Regions from separate parts of the Mus musculus genome. Here region 2 is linked to region 1. A link is a contact called in public Hi-C data. All regions are on one chromosome and are shown on one strand. Each heading gives the region's core, a stretch centred on a gene start, on an enhancer-like site or on the middle of the called end of the contact. The rest is flanking DNA. Distances are from core to core; before and after follow the strand shown.

Region 1 (2,832 bases), core at 128-2,627:
CAGGACCTTTGGAAGAGGAGTCAGTGCTCTTAACTGCTAAGCCATCTCTCCAGCCTTTGACTTTCTTCTTAATGTTGCCCCATCACACACGGCAATGAAGGCAAAATGATTTGCTAGGGACAGACAGAGATCAGGCTGCTGAGAGAGCCAAAAGAGGTTTTCAACATCAGCTGTAAAGACTACTTGACTGCCACAGTGGAGAGATCGCACCACATGAAACAGCTAGTGAGCCTGATAGGCATGTCCTATTTCAGGTAGGACTGACCTCATCATAAGAAACACCATCATAACAAAAATGCCGTATTTTACATTGTAGGATCCCGATGTTAACTCACTCATGGAGGAGGACAAACAGGGGGAGGTGGAGGAAGATTCCGGATCAATACAACAAATGATAGCCACTTGGAGCATAATGTAATTGGTTTTGACATCTATGCTAAAATATGGAAGACCAAAAACATGAGTCAGGCCAGGTCCTCCTGCTCTTTCTAGTCACCATTTCGGGGTGGGGGGAATAAACCCACTATTAATGTGAAGCTCAGTCCCAGTTAGCTACAGGAAGCAAAATCTACCAGCAGAGTAGCCCATCGTCTCAGGAGGCATCCTACAGATCAGAAGCATGGGTATCTGATGTTAGCCGTGCCGCGGAAAAGGAAAAAGAAATCTTGGTTCAAATAGAAACAGAGAGGTTTGGTTTCTTAATGTGGATTTACATACCAAACATATTTCCTGCCAGAGCCCCAGGAAAGGCCCCTCTCTCCTTTCACCATAAGGCTGGAAAGCAGGGTTCCTAGGAGATAGAGCTAGAAGCCAAAAGCTTGTGTGGTGGCGCCTCGTGGTCCCTCTTGGAAACGGGTGAAAAACAAAGCCCGGGCTCAAGGGAGGTCTTGGCTCTCCTAGACAGCCCATCCTCCTCCCAGTTCCGTAGATTTAAAGGGTAGGGCGCAAAAATCGGTTCAGGGACCTCCGGAGTGGTGATAGGCGAAGTCTCATTGTTCTGGAGGTGTGTGACTTGAGAGGTCTATGTCCTTGTCTGAATAAACCTTAGCAATAACCCTCGAGTCTGTGTTAGCAACTAATCCCACACTGTCTAGTCTCCAAAGAGAGGGGAGCGGTCTTCAGCCCTGCGGTGGAGATGTTGGAGCTGGACTCTGAGTTCGCAGGCCCGGGGTGCGGAGTCACATCACTCCACCCGGGCTCCCAGCCCACCTAGAGTCACGAGGTGCGGGAAGCGCCAGGAGCACGCGGCAGGTGCGCCAAGTCCCCCGGGTCCCCGCCCTGCTCGCTGCCTGGCGCCTCTCCGCGGCAGCCAAGCGCTGGAGCGGAGAGGAGGAGCCTCGGGCACGGAGCGGGTGGAGTCGGAGGGCGGTGGAGGCGGATTTCCTGGGAGGGCTCTCTGGAGCTACCATGGCGTTTGGGAAGAGTCACCGCGATCCTTACGCTACCTCTGTGGGTCACCTCATAGGTAAGGAGGCGCAGGGAGTAACATCCCGGCTGGCTTGGGGAACCGTGGGAGCTTTGCCGGTTCCACTCCATTCTCGATTGGAGGGTGGGGGGCGAGTTGGACCAAGTCGGAGGAAATGCTACCCTCCCCCGCAGCTTTCCCACGCCACCTGCGTGCCACCTGCGGCCACTTTCCACCTTTCTGAGTTTGGCTCACTCATACCAGAACCTCTCCGAAAAAAATGCAAAGTTCAAAATGCTGGGCGAGTGGAGCAAGCAGGTGGCCCGCAGCACAGCACTGCGTGGAGTATTGGGACCGCTGGGAGGAGAAAGTGGAAACTTCTTGACCCGGGGAAGGTTCTTCATAAAGTGCGTCGTCCACTCTCAGCACCTTATTGTTATACCCATTTTACAGACCAGAAAGAGAGATCTGAGACGCTAATTGACGTGATCTCACCCTGAGAGGCAGGTTTCTCCAAACCAATTTTCTCCAGCGCACAGCCCAAGCGATGTGAGCCGGCCTTTTGCTTAAAGAGGGAGATTGGGAGAGGGGCCGTCTGCAGTCACTGAGGCTCTTAGACCACGCATCACCCTCCAATCCAGCCAGCCTGGTCCTTCCTTATCCCTTGTGTTTGTGTTCTGAATTACAGAGGTGGATGCAGAAGTCACTGACTACATACAATTGGCTTTTTGCCACCTCAGCTCCCTTCTTTACCCTGCCCCCTCCCTTGGGGACAGGGTGTGGCACCAGGGTGTATTAATGACAGGCAAACTGTTGGGAACTTGGTGGGGTGATGAAATCCTATGAACCTGGTAGTTCTAAGACTCAGTCTCAGAAAGTTTAGATTGGAAGTAAGTTAAACTAACTGCTGCGGGGATGGGCCGCACCTTTGAACTTAAACCTGAGTTTCCACATCTTTACAATACTGCAAGAGAGCTGCCCTCTAGGAAAAGCACTGTAACTGCCCATCTCCTTGCTGAATAGTATGTCTTAGAACGAGTTCCGAGCAGAAATGGATCCTCGCTGAAGCTTCGCAGGCAAAAGGCACTTCGGCAATGTCCGATTATCCCTTAGTTTTGAAAACATTTAGAACTACTAGCTGGATGCCTTCGGGAAGGCATAGTCCCATCCCCCAGGGAACTTACCTGGTGATAAGGAGAATGGCCATATTCTGCAGCATCCACTGTTAAGATACCCTTATAATACTGAAAGATACCACGTAGTTTGCAAACAAAACTTTAAAAAAGGGAGAAACGAACTCGGCCACAGCCTTTGAAGTGTGAATAAGAGTTCTCTAGGAATGAGCATGTTGAGAGAAAGAAGTATCCAGATGGAAGAACAATGTGTGCCTAGCGACACGAGCAAGATGGCCCAGCTTTGTCCATTTA
Region 2 (2,832 bases), core at 164-2,663, 40 kb before region 1:
TGCCTGATGTAAGAAGTTTGAGCCAGCACAGATTCTTGAGTCATGTGGAACCAGGCTTTCTTCTGGCCTCTCATGGGTCATGACTCTGACTGCCCCAGTGTTTGCAGAGAACACACACACACACACACACACACACACACACACCCTGCTCCATCTCCAATAGATTCAAAAAGTTCCAGAGTGCACCAGGGCCTAGTAAGCAACATCAAACAAGATACAGTCATCCTGAAATGCTTTAACATTTCTTTGTGTGTATAGCTGACAGAAAGGAAAGGCAAGGGCTTGGGAAAATCAACTTCAGGTAGACAGAAGCAAGTGTGGTCATAACACAGGGAAGGTGTTTCATAGCAACATTAGAATGTCTTATGAGACATAAGTACAGGCTGGATGTGTACAGTCGATGCTTCTATACTTTCTACATTATAGAGACGGGGCGGGGGGGCAGGGCTGAGCAGTAGAAATAAGAAGAAACGAGAATGTCAATGTCATGTTATAAAAGCCAAAAGGGAAGGGAAAAAATGTTAGAAGACAAACGGCAAGCGTGAATAACTCTGTTGAAAGGTCAAGTAATACGGTAATCCCCGGGACTGGCGACGGGGAGAATATTGCTCTGTCTGACAAGAGCAACCCAAGTGGAAGGTCGGAGATGGAATGAACCGAAAGAAGAAGGTCATATAGAGCTGCGGACTTGAGACCAGGTGTCTGTCTGCAAAGGGCCAAAGAGCAAATAATTTAGACATCTCAGTCCTTGCTGTGGGAGCTGCTCAGCTCAGCCATTGCAGGGAGAAAGCAGCCACAGACTACGGCTATGCAAGCAAAAGAGCATGGCCTTGCTCCAATCCAACTTTACATCTAGGATTTTAAACTTCATATTGTTTTACATCATGAAGTTTTTTTTCCCCACATTTTCCCAACTATTTTCAAATGTAAGGAAAAAAATCTTCTTGAGTCATATAAAAATAGATGCTAGACACAATTTGGATTGTGGGTCGGAGGATGTAGCCCTCTAAGGTGACCCCTTTCTGTAAGATTTTTCTATAAATGCTGTCGAAAAGATGGTAGCACATCTACAGGTTAAAAAAAAAAACGAACATGAGTGTTACATCAAGGGACATGTTTGTCTCTCTGTTTCTCATTCCACTCCACATGTCACATGGGACTTAACACACAATGAGTTCTCAGTACACACCCGCTAAGTAAATGAAGTCATTTTAACCCAGGTCTGACTGGTAAGTCTGGGTACTGCTTTCTCCTCTGTCCTTCAAGTGCACACAGAGTTTACAAACCTCCTCCCCAGCTCACTTAACACCCTGTGCATCCCTCACTCTTCACGGACTAAGCTCAGATCACGGGCTCCTAGACTCCTAGCCAGGCTGCCTACTTACCCTTTCTTGCTTAGAACCTCTGAGTGCTGGTGTCTGCACAAACCCAGCAGACACTGTGTTTCTTAGACTTGGAAACAGCTTCAGTACAGTGAGAATGAAGTATGCTTTCACCTAAATTCTAATGCTTTTTTTTAATGTGAAAAATACATTTCTTTAATAAAGATGCCTAGATTAATGAGCAGGGCTAGTGAAGAATAAAAAAGAAACAAAGAGGAGACATGCCCGCTTATATGCACCTGAGCATGTGCGTGCCAACAGCGTGGTTTTGCCCTGCCTGCCACAGCCTTCCATTCCTTCAGAAGCCTGCTATCTTGTCTTCTGCAGCAGCAGCTTGTGAGCTGCTTTGCCTGATAAGCCTGTCAATGGGTATAAACATTTTCAGGCTTTTCCAGGGTCTCTGGCAACTCTGTTGACTGAGGGAAGAGATAACCCTGAGTTTCCGGCATGACTAAATACTCCTGATCCACCAGCTGACTCTGTAAGCGCTCCCCTACACTCAGATCCGAGTCTGAGTTATCAAAGATCACTCGTGGAGACTCAGGTTTAAAAGACACCAGCATCACAGTGTCACCTCTACCAAAGCGACTTAAGGAGCCCGTGCTCATCTTGGACTCTCCTGTCTCTGAACTCCCATCACTGACAGGGCAAGCCAGTTGGGAATGAATCACACGCTGCACTGTGCAACTAAAGATCTCTGGCCAGCCACTGCTTAGTCTTATTATTTGCCTTTGCATGTTCTTGGCATGTTCTTGGTCATTCTCCGTAGTCTCCATTTCAGTCACACTGAATTTTCAGCCCCCCCCCCCTATTTTTTAAACAACGGATTTTCCTCTGCTTCATGTGATAGCTCAGCTTTGTGTTCTACGATATACCCTCCTCCGTTTCTCTAACTACATCTCTTTCTCTTCAGTCCTAATCCCCGCCCAGGATTTCCTCGAGGAAGTTTCCCCTGGTGTTGCACTGGCCTTTGTTTCTAGGTCCTACCATGCTTCCTGCTCTGCCTGATAACAAGCGCACAGGACATGTGCTCTAGTGTGAGACTCAGTTTTAATCTTTCAGCTTGCCTCCTATTTCAGAGACCTTGGTTCTGTCATTTAGACTCTCTGAGATCTGCCTTCTTATAGCTGAGTCTCTCCACGTTTGAATGTCGTCGTTGCCGTCATCATTATTAATTTTGTGGCTAGGTCTGAGTTGAGGAATTGAGACATAGTTTTACTATGGAGCTTTATCTGGCTTTAAGCTCATTATCCTCCTGCCTCCTGAGTTCTGGAATTATAGGAAACCCATAGTACTCAGCTAGGAAGGGAATTCTCGAAAGAAACTATTTTAAATAGTAATTCCCCTTTGGAAATAGAATAGACATGGGGGGGGGGACAGATAGAAGAAGGGAATTAGGTCAGGGAGTGGGGAGGATGGATCCAGTGGGGGGATGTCAGAGGGAGAAAGT

The links. Hi-C and Micro-C count contacts between places; a contact is called where the count stands out from the background.
Region 2: a Hi-C map of erythroblasts shows a contact between it and region 1, with 2.3 times the contacts expected there. The contact joins the enhancer-like site here to the promoter of Tom1l1 in region 1. A contact is called at or near these places in 3 of 484 Hi-C or Micro-C datasets (the G1E-ER4 cell line and erythroblasts) and 3 of 9 other capture datasets (adipose tissue, liver and pancreatic islet).

What each region holds. Positions count from the first base shown.
Region 1 is chr11:90,686,146-90,688,977 of GRCm38.p6, reverse strand. It overlaps Tom1l1 (target of myb1-like 1 (chicken)), which reads left to right and starts at 1,377. Exons shown (of 16, transcript NM_001357543.1): 1 at 1,377-1,465. The coding sequence starts at 1,408.
Region 2 is chr11:90,726,477-90,729,308 of GRCm38.p6, reverse strand. No RefSeq gene overlaps it. Among named protein-coding and RNA genes, the nearest start is that of Gm34938, 4.9 kb to the left of the region's middle. Within about 2 kb of position 1,413, at least 26 of the 459 cell types and tissues checked have an H3K27ac peak or open chromatin away from gene starts, as enhancers often do. A contact at or near this core is called in the G1E-ER4 cell line and erythroblasts, where this site is marked.